4 separate regions of the Mus musculus genome follow, and regions 1, 2 and 4 are each linked to region 3. A link is a contact called in public promoter capture Hi-C data. All regions are on one chromosome and are shown on one strand. Each heading gives the region's core, a stretch centred on a gene start, on an enhancer-like site or on the middle of the called end of the contact. The rest is flanking DNA. Distances are from core to core; before and after follow the strand shown. Region 1 holds the start of Zbtb9 (zinc finger and BTB domain containing 9). Region 2 holds the start of Pdia2 (protein disulfide isomerase associated 2). Region 3 holds the start of Zfp523 (zinc finger protein 523). Region 4 holds the start of Ggnbp1 (gametogenetin binding protein 1).

Region 1 (3,077 bases), core at 224-2,723, 1.2 Mb after region 3:
ATCCCCTGACAGGATTTCATTCCCATGAAGATCCACTGGTTTCCACGATGGATCTCCTGCCCCAGACGATTCCCCTCCTCCTGAGGACAGCAAGTATCTCAGCTCCTCCTTCTCCTCAGAGTCCTCTCCAGATAGTACTTTGGTCTTTTCCTTTGTGCCTCTTGCTATCTCCTCCTTACACTCAACGTTTTCCTGATTCACATATAAGATTTGGGAAGCTTGTACAGGAGGGGCAGGAGGATCTACTGTTGAGCTCTCATCCTCTGAAGGCTTGCTGGGAAGAGCAGGTGTAGGCAATGGGTGGGATCCACAAGCTTGGGAAACCCCTCCCGACACTCTCTCCGGCTGAGGAGTCTGAAAGAGTGGAGCTGCTGACCCCTGCTCCTCTTCCTCCTCTACTTTCACCTGAATCTGTAACATTCCTTCTAGTTCACTCCCCTCCCCTCCAGCGGGGCTCTCAGGGAGAACAGAATTCTCTGTAGAAGCAGAGGAGCGTACTGGGTTCTGGAAAGGGGAAGAGCGAATGCACCAGCCTCCTGAAGATGTTGTGGAAATAAGTGTGAGGCTGGAGGCTCTTCCACCGGCTGAAATCCCACCAGACGTTTCTAGTTCTCGAAGAATCTCTGAGCACCGATCTACCACTTGCCACATCTGAAGGCCGCTGGCTACAAGGAGATGGGCAGGGAGGGCATCCAGCGGCAGGTGGAGGCTTCCTGAATAAATGAGCTGAAGCAGTCCCTCGAACGCATCGGCCTCGATGACATTCGGTAAAGTCAGTCGGGGCGCATCCCCCAAAAGCAGCTTGTCATGGAAGTAAGGAGAGGCAGCAGCCAACACTGCTTTGTGAGCCCTAAGTTCCCTGCCCTGAACCAGGAGGGACACATCACAGAACTTTCCCTCCAGCCTGTGGCGGTTCAGGGATTCCAGCAGCGAAGAGCTATGATGAGGGAACTCAATGTGGATTGTCTGTGGGGCTGGGTTGCATCTCGGAGATGAGGATGCGGGAGGCAAAGGAGTCGAAGCATCCATGGCTACCTCGGGAAGAGAAATAAATCCCGGGGAGTCGGGCAGTGCAGGGTTCTATACGGGGTGAAGGCTGCGGAGGAAAGAGACTGGGGTCACACAAGTTCGGGGTATGAGACCTGTCTCAAGCCGCTCGCCACCGACCCTTGAAAACTCTTCGGTGACAAGCTTCTGTATATTAGTTCCGCCCACCAGGAAACCCAACAAAACACCAGGGTTTACACCTCCAGGCCCAGCGGAAGCTAAGGAGGGAAGGGATGGCGCCCCACCTCGCCGGCTCCGGTCGCCCTCCGCCACCGCTCGCCCCTCCTCACCGTGCTCGCTCCGGCCGGCTCAGTGAGCTCCGGCCCCGCGACGTCCCACCGACACGCCCCCACCGCACGCGCGACCGCGTCGGAGCACCTCAACCGCCAGTGCGCCTGGCCGGCCGGAAGCTACCGCAGTTCCGCCGGACGCCAATGCGGCCAGGCACGGAGGGCGGGACCAGTTCTGCAGCCAATGGGAGAGCGGCAGCCTACAAGCCGTCTCCTCATTGGCTGTGCGGACGGAGGGCCGGGGCTTGGGGAGGGCGGCGGAAGTGGAAGGCGGTTCCCTCAGTTCTGGAGTAGCAGTGAGGGGAGCCACGGGCTCCGCAGTAAGGCTTGCTTCCCTCGTCCCGCCGCGCGAGGTAGGTGCTGCTGCCCTCCGCGTGCACGCGGGACAACCGGGTCTGAAGTCTGGAGCGCACGCTTGCTGAGGACCTGGGTCCTTTCCTCCATTTCGCAGAGGAGCGTCCTCACAATTAAGCCCTAAGTCAAGAGGGTCTTGCACAGACCCTGCACTTGGAGTCTTTGGGGCGCTAAAGCGAGTCCAGTGCTGCGGCGGAGAGAGAGCGGGAGTGTGAGTTTCACCAGGAAGACCCTGCGGTATATATTGTTCTCCTGACTGGGTGGTATAGTGTGTAATGTAAGAGGACTGTTCTTTCCAAAAGTAGTCCCTGTCACCCTTCAGGTCGTTCTGGAGACCCCGGGCTAAAAAGTCGGCCCAACGCCGGGGGAGGCAGCACTTAGTCCCAGCACTTTGGAGGCAGGGGCAGGCAGATCTCTTGAGTTCAATCAAGGCCACCCTGGTCTACAGAGTTCCAGGCCAGCCAGAGCCACACAAGGAGACTCTCTGTCTTGAAAATCCAAAAATAAATAAAAGTCAGCCCAGTGATAAAAGAACAATCTCCGTTTATTAAACATGATTTTTCTGTTTCACCACACACTCCAGAAAAGAAAAGAAAAAAAAAAAAAGGAAATGGGCCTGGGAGTGGGAGAAAAGGGGGGGCAGTGGTGGGGGACCAAGAGTCTGGGAGCAGGGGCAGGAAGGAGAACGAGTAAACAAACAGCAAAAAAAAAAAAAAAAAAAAAGAGTAAGAAGATCTTCTCCCTACTCTTAAGGTGGTGGGTGGGGAGGGAAGTGAGGGGTGGGGCTAGGGAGCCAGGAAGCTCTGTACAGAGGGGTCGCCTCCCAGCCCCCCTCCCCAATTATGTACAGTACAAACCCCAGATAATTACAACAGCCAAAGAGGAGGGAGGAGGTTCAAGGGTAAGGCCTGATGGGGAAAGCAGAGGAAAGGGCATGGGATAAAATTTCACATATTTACAACTTTTATATAAGTATAAATTTGGCCCCGGCTGGGTGGGTGTATGTAGAGGGTTAGACCGAAGGAGAGCTGTCCATACAAAAGAAAGATCGAGTCTGGAGTCTGGGAAGAATTCTCAATACCAAACGCAAGGAGTGAAGAGACAAGGCTGGGTAGGGGGCAGCAGTCAGAGAAGAGGGGGTACCCGGGAGGGGTTTCTCCCCTTCCATGGCCTACCCACCCCAAACCCCATCCATCCTACCTCCCCTATACCGCCAGAGAGCTATGTACAGAAAAACACCGAAAAAGCATGGAGCTGGCGGGAGGGAGGGAGACTGGGTGAGGGTGAGGGTGAGAGGGAAGCCCAGCCCTGTCCTACCTCCCCCAGGGGACAGAGTCATGTAAGGGGGCCCCCAAACACCCATCCTCCAACACAGGTCCCCCCATC
Region 2 (2,830 bases), core at 69-2,568, 2.0 Mb after region 3:
TGGCAGGTGCTTATATTACCTTCCCTACTCGCAGTCCTCTTGGCTGACAAGGATGGGGAGTCAACTCCATCAGATGAGGTGCTGGACGAAATTGTACCAGAGTACCAGGCCCCTGGGAAGAAGAGCATGCTGGCAATCTGGCAACTGGACCCCGGGGACGTGAGCTTGGTCAAGTACAAGCAGGCGCTGCTGGGACCCCTGCCACCCATTATGGGTATGGCCTGGGACCTGGATGTGGAGGGCTGCAAACAGGGGGAGGGGACGGTAGGGACAACAGAGCACCCCGTGGATGCTGTTTCTCCTCAGACCCCAGCCTGCCCAACGTGCAGGTGACTAGGCTGACACTGCTGACGGAGCAGGCTCCAGGGCCTATCATCATGGACCTTACAGGTAACCCCCTCTGCAGACCACAACCCATCTTTGGATGAAGACAATCCTCGGACCCTGTGCCGAATCCTAGCTCTTTGGGTGCATTGCCACAGACTTCATGGGCACCACCAGTCCCCACATAGATGTTGCTGGGGCAGGGTCCTGTACATCCTGGGGATTTAAGTGTTCCTGTCAATTCCCTAACAGGAGACCTAGATGCACTGAAAAACCAGGTGTTTGTCCTGAAGGAGGGCATTGAATACAAGGTGAAGATCACCTTCAAGGTGAGGGTAACTGCAGTAGAGGCCAGCCATGTCCCAGCCTTCCAGAGAAGGCCTTTAACCTTCTCCTTTCCTCAGGTCAACAAGGAGATTGTCAGTGGCCTCAAATGTCTGCATCACACCTATCGTCGGGGACTGCGTGGTGAGGCAGTGTGGAGGTCACCCCGAGTCTGGGGAGGTGGGCGGAGGTGGGTGGCTGGCTCGTGATGACCTTCCTCCCCACAGTGGACAAGGCCATCTTCATGGTGGGAAGCTACGGCCCCAGAGCCCAGGAGTATGAATTTGTGACTTCAGTGGAGGAAGCACCAAGAGGAGCATTGGCACGTGGCCTCTACGTGGTCAGGTCCCTCTTCACTGATGACGACAGGCTGAACCACCTGTCCTGGGAGTGGCACCTCCATGTCTGCCAGGACTGGAAGGACTGAACCCCACTTGGGGTCTGTATTCCCAATTTCTTGTCAGTTGCAGAGACCTGCAAGCATTCCCTAGACCTCCCAGTTGGTGACCAGATGTCCCCCACTCTCTGCTGTGTCCCCCCTGCCTGGTGCCTATTAAATGTTACCTTGTCTTGCTGCCTGTGTGCTGCTTCTTTCTGCCTATCTCCGCCCCTGAGGGGCCTTTCAGACTTTATCTTCCCTGAGACCCAGCCAGGTGCCACGTGGCTGTTGCTGCTTGGTCCCCAATCTCTTTATCTGCTCCAGCCTTCAGGGCCCAGCGCGCCATGGACAAGCAGCTTCTGCCAGTGTTGCTGCTCCTGCTGGGTGTCTCAGGCTCATGGGGACAGGGAGAAGAGCCTGGGGGTCCTTCAGAGGTGCTCCCTGAGGAGCCCACTGGGGAAGAAGTCCCCAAGGAGGATGGTATCTTGGTCTTGAACCACCGAACCCTGAGCCTGGCACTGCAGGAGCATTCAGCCCTGATGGTGGAGTTTTGTAAGTGCTTGGGCCAGTGGGCTGAAAACCGTGGTGGTAGCCTAGGGGTTCAGGCCTCTACTTCCTAGACTTGGCCTTTCTTGTGGGCACCCTGCTTCTGAGAGGGTCCCAGAGAGGATGCCTGGACCGAAGGTTGTGATGTTGAGATGGGCTTGGTGGTGGTCCAGTCTGATTGGGAAGGAGGGGTGTCGGTGTAGTGGGTACCCTGAGGACACATGAACACTCAAATCCCCCATGCTCTGTCAGCCATGGCCACATACTGATGTTACTATCTTTGGGGCCTCTATTCCAAACAGCTGGTCACTGGTCTTTCTGTAGTTTCTTAAAATCTTTAAAAAATGTCAAAGCATTCTTCACTGGTAGGCTTCAGAAATTAGCTACATGTGACCCTGGGAGAGAGGAAACAGGATTCTTGTCTTTGTCTGGGATCTGGCACCCATGTGTAACTGTGATCAGTATCTGGGGTGGGCCTGAGGGAGGGGTGAACAGAGCATGTTCCCTGTTGGACCTGGGTTGCAGCTGGCAACCTGCAGAGGACTGGTGTGCTCACAGCCTCATCCCTCAGATGCCCCATGGTGTGGTCACTGCAAAGAACTAGCTCCCGAGTACAGCAAGGCGGCTGCCCTGCTGGCGGCTGAGTCAGCTGTGGTCACCTTGGCCAAGGTGGATGGCCCTGCGGAACCGGAGCTGACCAAGGAGTTTGAAGTGGTAGGGTACCCTACACTCAAGTTCTTCCAGAATGGAAACCGCACAAACCCAGAAGAGTACGCAGGTACGAGGTGGGCAAGTACACAGGTGTGGAGTAGGTGTGGCCTAGGGATGGGGCAGAAGTCCAGTCTCAAAAGGAGATTCCTCTGCAGGGCCCAAGACTGCTGAGGGCATTGCTGAGTGGCTGAGGCGGCGAGTGGGGCCCAGTGCCACACATCTGGAGGATGAGGAAGGTGTCCAGGCACTGATGGCCAAATGGGATATGGTGGTCATTGGCTTCTTTCAGGTATAATAGCAGGGGTAGACAGGCGGTGGGAACAGTGCTGGTAGGCATCCATGTTTCTCATGGGGCTTGCCCTGTAGGATCTACAGGGAAAGGATATGGCAACTTTCCTGGCCTTGGCCAAGGATGCCCTGGACATGACCTTTGGCTTCACTGACCAGCCACAACTTTTTGAGAAGTTTGGCCTCACCAAGGATACTGTGGTCCTTTTCAAGAAGGTGAGTTGAGACTAAGAAGAGGGTTGGGGTCAGAGTCACAGC
Region 3 (2,951 bases), core at 335-2,834:
GGATTCCAAGATGGCAGCAGTAGTGACTGGCGTGGGCCATATGCTTGGTGTCTGTGGCATCTCCAGCACCCAGTAGTTAGACCTTCACTAAAAACAACTGTTCTACCATAAAGGTAAAGGTTTCCTGTGAGGCAGAAGGGTCCTGAATGTTCTGCACCTGTTACCTCAGGCTTTAAATGCTTTGCCAAAAGTTCCCCAGCTGAAGGGCCAAGCTCATGATGTCAACTCAGTGGGAAGCTCTGTGCTGCACGGCTTTACAAACTGATAGAGTCCAATTGAGGGGGCAGAGTGTAGACAATCACAGGAATGAAGAAATACTGTTCGGTAAAGCCAGTAGACCCAGGTTGGGAGTGGGGGTGGGAGGGTGAGGTTACAAGGACTACATTTCTGAGGCAGCGTAGAAAAAAGTTCGCTATTTTTGTCTTGACTAAGAATTGCAGAATTTTAATAGAAAGAAACATTGGGGAATCACCAAACTCAATCTCATCACAGTTCTGATCAGAAACTCAAGTCCACCGTAAGGAAAGGACCTCCACCAAGGTTTCCAAAGCTCAACATGATAGAATTTGAACTTGAACCACACACTCAATCTAGAATCCTTTCCTGCCTCAAATGATACTTCATTTCCATTTACTCTTGATCACCACAACGGTGGCATGGCAGTGGGCATAAGTTATGTATGTGCTGATTGACACTGGAGGCTGGGGGCGGGGGGGGGGGTTAAAGAGGGATGTCAGGAGGGTGAGATGATCATGGTGTTACGGGGCGAAGATCACGAGTTATGTGGATGAGTGGGTGGGAAACAGCCCGAGTCTGGTTTGCAGAAGCCAGGAGAGGACTAAGGGGTGCCCACAGAGGGTAGTCTAGGGGGTCACTAGGGACTACGGGCCTCTTGGAAGCCATGTAATGATTGTATCAGCACTGAGACTGGAGGGTCCAGAAGCAGGGCTGGGGTTAGCACTCAATGAATTGGGGGTCGCCTTGTGAGGTCTGGGGGTCAGGAGTGTGTGTATGGGGTCAAGGAGGAGGAGGAGGGCGGGGTTTGGGAGTCCTGGGGGAGGAGTCTCAGGGCGGGATGGAGGGGCAGGGACCCTGGGTGGGGGTGGGGCCAGGCCGCCGTCCAGGGAGGCCCAGCCGCCAGGCCAGGGACCGAGGAGGGTGGGCACGACGGGCTCCGGACCTTCCCGGGGCCCCGCGTTCGCCCAGCCTCCCGCCTCGGGGCACGGTGGACCCACTCTTCCCGCGGCCACCAACCTGACAGCCCCCGAGGGCGACTCCGCCGACAGACCACCATGCACCGGGCCCTGCCACCAGCGCCGGCCCCGCAACCCGCCTGCGCCATAGCCCGCCCGCGCGCGGCTTGCCTCGCGCGATATCCAGGTTCCAGGGCGGCCGCACTTCCCTCTCGCTCCCGGCGCGGCCTCCGCCGGGCCCCGGAACCCGGATGACCAGCGCGGGGCCACGCTCCAGCCCGCCCCCCTCCGCCGCGGCGGCCGGCCTGCTTATCCCGGTTCCCGGGCCCCGGAGCCCAGGCCGCCGAGTCTCCTCAGGCGAGCCTCGGAGCTCCGCCTCGCTCTTCTCTCCGCTGGCCGCCGGGTGACGCGGCCTCGCCAGCCCGGGCGCCCGGGGAGGGCGTGATGACGTCACGACGCCGGGTGGAAGCCGCGGTCGCCATAGCAACGGGGGAAAAAATCGAGCGGCGGTGGGCTGCTCGGGAGGAAGCCATTGCAGGTATCTCTAGGTGGTTCCTGCAGAGGACGGTGACCAGACGCCTGGAGGGGATGGGACTCCGAGGGACAGTCCTCCCAGCGCCCTGTGCAACGGCGCCCCAAGGGATGGCGTCCCGACAGTCATCTCTGCTGGATGGTCCTCCCCCTGGGACTTCACCCTAAGGGACGCTTCTCTCCCGCTCTGTCAGAAGGTGAACTGGGGCTCAGCACCCTGAGGGACTTAGGGACGGTCCTCCCTGTGGACAGTCTCCGTGAGAGATGGTCCTTCTGCATGGACTGCACCCCGAGGGACAATCCTTCCTGCACTTTGTGGGAAGATGCCCGAGGGGTGGGGGTGGGGGGACAGCATTATGAAGGATGGAGCCCTGACAGTCCTTCCTGCGGGACAATTCTCCCTGCAGTACTGGCTTTTCCCATATGCCCTGGGGAACGTGAGTGTTTATGAGGGATGGTGCACCCATCCTGTCCCCTGAGGAAGGGCCCTGACGTTCCCCTCTGCTCGACTCATCTTCCTGAGGGATGATTCTCTCTGAAGGAAGGTTCCCTGACAACACTTGCTTCCTTCTACTGCCTTCCCTGAGAAATGACACTCTGATGGTCGACCCCTGAGGGACAACGCCCCGAGAGTCTTCTCAGGTTCTTGGGCGTTCATTCATTCCTCCATCAGCTCCCCAAAACCAACAGGTCCCCTTGATAGGGTAGCAGTGTGAGGAACAAAACCAAGTGCCCCCTTTCTTCTCTGTTTTTCCATAGTTTTGTCCTTTTTTTGGACTCAAACTGTGGATCCCAAGGTGGCCTTGAACTTGTGATCCTCCTGCCTCATCTTTACACCTGACACCTAACTTTAAAAGTTCTTTTTATTATCTCTCTTCCAAGCAGGGAGGAATTGTGGTTCAGGATATTTTCAGAAATTGAGAGAAAATAAGCTTCCAATTAAAAATAAGAAGATGAAGGGGGAGGAGCCTTGGCACGGGCATGTTAACCCCGAGGTCCCAGTGTGGTACTGGAATTTCCACCTGGTGCCCTAGTATATACCCAGTTAGAGCCAGCTCTGCCATCCTAGCACGACACACATGGGATCTTTCCAGGGTTTTATAGCACGGATTATTGGTTAGAAATACAGCAAGAAAGCCAGACACGGTGGTGTACAACTGTAATCCCCTGCACTGGGGAGGTGAAACCAGGAGGGTCAAGAGTTCACCATCAGGGCTGGCAAGAGTT
Region 4 (2,787 bases), core at 140-2,639, 1.1 Mb after region 3:
TCAGGGGACACCCACAAATGTGGCCTGACTCTACCTTGAGTCTCTCCACGGACCTGCTCTGTTCCCTGGGATAGCTAACAGAGGGGTTTCCCTACCACCTCTGGGGGACATAGGATGTGGGGAGCTAGGCACCTTCCAGACAGGGAACTGCTGCTAAGACCAGTGGGAGAGAAAGCCAGGCAGGAAAGTAGGGGTACAGGCTGGAGCAGAGCCTACTTCAGCGTACTTCTGTCCAGACTCTAGTGCACCCTTCCTAGCCTCTAGGATATTTTCTTTGGTTGTTCTTTGTTTTTTCAAGACAAGATACCCCTCGGTGTGGCCCTAGCTGTAGACCAGGCTGGCCTCAAATGCAGAGATCTGCCTGCCTCTGCCTCCTGAGTGCTGGGATGAAAGATGTGTGCCACCAATGTGTTTTGTTGTGCTGGGGACTAAACCCAGGCCTGGACCGTGCTAGGCAGGCGGTACTCCACTCTGAAGCCACACCTCAGTTCCCAGCCACTCCTCACACAGCCCTGTTTGCTGACCCTCCCTCCCTTGGGACCCTTAACTGTCCCTCATGGCTTTCACTATTCAGGACCCCTTACCCCAGCCCATTACAGCTGTGGGCTTCTAGTCATGGCCCTCATGCCTGCATCCTCCTTCTGTTCTAGCTAGATCAGGCTACCCCACCAGCCCTAGCACCAGCAGCACCAGCCCCTCACCTGTCTGAGGCCCCGGAGACCTCCCCTACTGGCTCCTCCTCCTCTCCTTTCTTCTCAGGTAGCTGCTCCAGAACCTCCCAGGTTCCTCTGAGAGGAACTGATGTTACCTCAACACCCTGGGCCCTTAGCTTCGGGACATCCTTGGAGGTGAGGGTCTGGGACCCTGAGTCCCCAGTGCCCAGCTCAAAGGCATCATGCCTCGGGTTGGAGGGAGCTGCAGAGAGAACCCTGGGCGGGGGCTCCCTCTTCCCATTAGAGGAAGCTGCAGAGTGGACCTTGGCCCGGGGCTCCTTCCTCCCACGACCTCCCTGGTGGCCCATCATTGGGGAGACAACATCTTGCTCCCATGAGGAGCTGGGCTGGCTCCTGGTCAGGGGCTTGTTAGTGCTCTTAGAACCGCCCTTACTCCCCACCAGGTTTCGGAGAAAGCGCAGCATGGAGGAGCAGCCTAAGATCCGTGACCGAGGGGTCCGCGCCGGGGCTGCCATCCTGAGTGGGACCCCGACTCAGGGAGAAGCCATGGCAGCCAGCCCAGGACCAACTGCTAGCAGAAACCTCCAGTTGGAAACTTCCAGAAGTTCTAGAAGGCAAAGAGGAGGTGGGGGTGGGGGGAGGCTATAACTGGAGGCTGGTGGGGGGGGGTCTACTGGAAGGAAAGCGGGTAGAGGGGTAGAGGGAGCTAGCCAGGGTCCAGCTCAGCAGGTCTCAGAGGAAGGCTGGAGATTGAGGGATGGTGAGACATAACACAACAGCACCCACAGGCTGTGGAAGCCTGGCTGAAGGCAGATAGGGCGGCCGGGGGGGGGGGGGAGGAGGGTGCACACGCTGAGAACAGGACATCATATGCTCCTGTCTATCCATAAACTCCTGTTTACTCTGGGTTTGAGATCAGTCCCTGCAGCTGCCAGGCTGCAGGGATCTAGGACAGCACAAATTCTGAGCTGCCCCTCCTCCTCCTCTTCTTCCTCCCCTTCCCCCTCCTCCTCCTCTCTTTTAGGGTGTTAGTAGCACAGGCTGGCCTCTATTTCATGATCCTCCTGCTTCAGCCTCTTGAACGCTGGGACTGCAGGTCAGCTCATCCTGGTTTTTGTTGTTGTCTGTGGTTTGCTTTTCACTAGAGGGAGAAGATGGAAGAGGAGGCCCGGGAATCAGAGACAGGAAAGGCAGAAAACAGAACGCTTTTCCCCTTGGCTGGGACAGGGCAGGCAGGGGAGGCTGTAGCTGCTTCCAAGCCCGGCCGAGGACCTTCCCCTAAGCAGCAGCCTCCCTGAGCGCCTGCATCCGGCGGCCACCGAGAACTTCCTCTAGAGGGAGCTGGTCATTGCCGGGAGCTGGGACCTCCTCTATGGTCACAAAGTCGCGAGGTTTCCTGGGCCAAGAGGCAACCCGAGGCGGCATCCAGCACCATGAATCCACTGATACCAGTTCCTGCCAGTCAGGCCTGAAACCTTGGCCCCTGGAAGCAGCCAGCAAGCCCTTCGGGGTCTTCGTCTTTGCACGGCTGAGCCATCCCACATCTGGAGCAGAGTCATTCAGGTACACGGGCAGCCAGTGCCAAATCCCACCGTCCTAATCCTGGGCAATTCTGGCCCAGGGTGGGGCAGAAACCTCCATCGGCAACCCGGTGAGGAGGGAGGCCTTGATGTGGCTTCCCTGGGAGGTTCTGAAAGGGAAGCTGCAGGCATGGTTCACACAGGGCCTCTGGCTATACATCAGAAGCGCCCCTTCCTGCCCGGTTCTGGTGGCCCTGGACTTTTATGTGGAAGGAGGGGAGGGTCAAGGTCATGAACAGAGACAGAAATTATACGGTTGATACTCCCTGCTGTACCAGGACACGGACAGTCCTCCCCCAGAATGATTCTAGGTACAGCCTAGTGGTCGGTTGTGAGGAACATGCATCCTGGGCCCAGCCAGTGGACATAATGGGAAGTCAAGGCGACTTGGATGGGGGCCAGGTGGGCCAGGGCAGCACTGGCTGTGGAGGGCTTTTCTGAGACTCTTCCTGCTCTCTAACAGTAAGCCTCCAGGGTGGTGTTATTATTACTATTATTATTTTGAGAGAGAGAGATGTGGATGAAGTCAGCGT

What was found. Promoter capture Hi-C pulls out the DNA fragments that hold promoters and counts their contacts.
Region 1: a promoter capture Hi-C map of pre-B cells shows a contact between it and region 3, with 2.3 times the contacts expected there. The contact joins the promoter of Zbtb9 here to the promoter of Zfp523 in region 3. A contact is called at or near these places in 2 of 39 promoter capture datasets (liver and pre-B cells) and 1 of 115 datasets of contacts at active chromatin or transcription factors (astrocytes).
Region 2: a promoter capture Hi-C map of hippocampal neurons shows a contact between it and region 3, with 2.7 times the contacts expected there. The contact joins the promoter of Pdia2 here to the promoter of Zfp523 in region 3. A contact is called at or near these places in 2 of 39 promoter capture datasets (hippocampal neurons and liver).
Region 4: a promoter capture Hi-C map of liver shows a contact between it and region 3, with 3 times the contacts expected there. The contact joins the promoter of Ggnbp1 here to the promoter of Zfp523 in region 3. A contact is called at or near these places in 3 of 39 promoter capture datasets (embryonic stem cells, liver and pre-B cells) and 2 of 115 datasets of contacts at active chromatin or transcription factors (embryonic stem cells and pancreatic cancer cells).

What each region holds. Positions count from the first base shown.
Region 1 is chr17:26,971,575-26,974,651 of GRCm38.p6, reverse strand. It overlaps Zbtb9 (zinc finger and BTB domain containing 9), which reads right to left and starts at 1,473. Exons shown (of 2, transcript NM_001005916.2): 1 at 1,338-1,473; 2 at 1-1,096. The coding sequence starts at 1,029. Syngap1 (synaptic Ras GTPase activating protein 1 homolog (rat)) reads right to left here. Exons shown (of 19, transcript NM_001281491.2): 19 at 2,218-3,077.
Region 2 is chr17:26,197,575-26,200,404 of GRCm38.p6, reverse strand. It overlaps Pdia2 (protein disulfide isomerase associated 2), which reads left to right and starts at 1,318. Exons shown (of 11, transcript NM_001081070.1): 1 at 1,318-1,579; 2 at 2,145-2,351; 3 at 2,440-2,573; 4 at 2,651-2,788. The coding sequence starts at 1,372. It overlaps Arhgdig (Rho GDP dissociation inhibitor (GDI) gamma), which reads left to right. Exons shown (of 6, transcript NM_008113.3): 2 at 35-214; 3 at 307-390; 4 at 577-653; 5 at 729-792; 6 at 876-1,222. The coding sequence ends at 1,075.
Region 3 is chr17:28,175,829-28,178,779 of GRCm38.p6, reverse strand. Zfp523 (zinc finger protein 523) reads right to left here and starts at 1,584. Exons shown (of 14, transcript NM_001357995.1): 1 at 1,255-1,584.
Region 4 is chr17:27,027,861-27,030,647 of GRCm38.p6, reverse strand. Ggnbp1 (gametogenetin binding protein 1) reads right to left here and starts at 1,389. Exons shown (of 6, transcript NM_027544.2): 1 at 702-1,389. The coding sequence starts at 1,189. It overlaps Bak1 (BCL2-antagonist/killer 1), which reads left to right and starts at 2,021. Exons shown (of 6, transcript NM_007523.3): 1 at 2,021-2,237.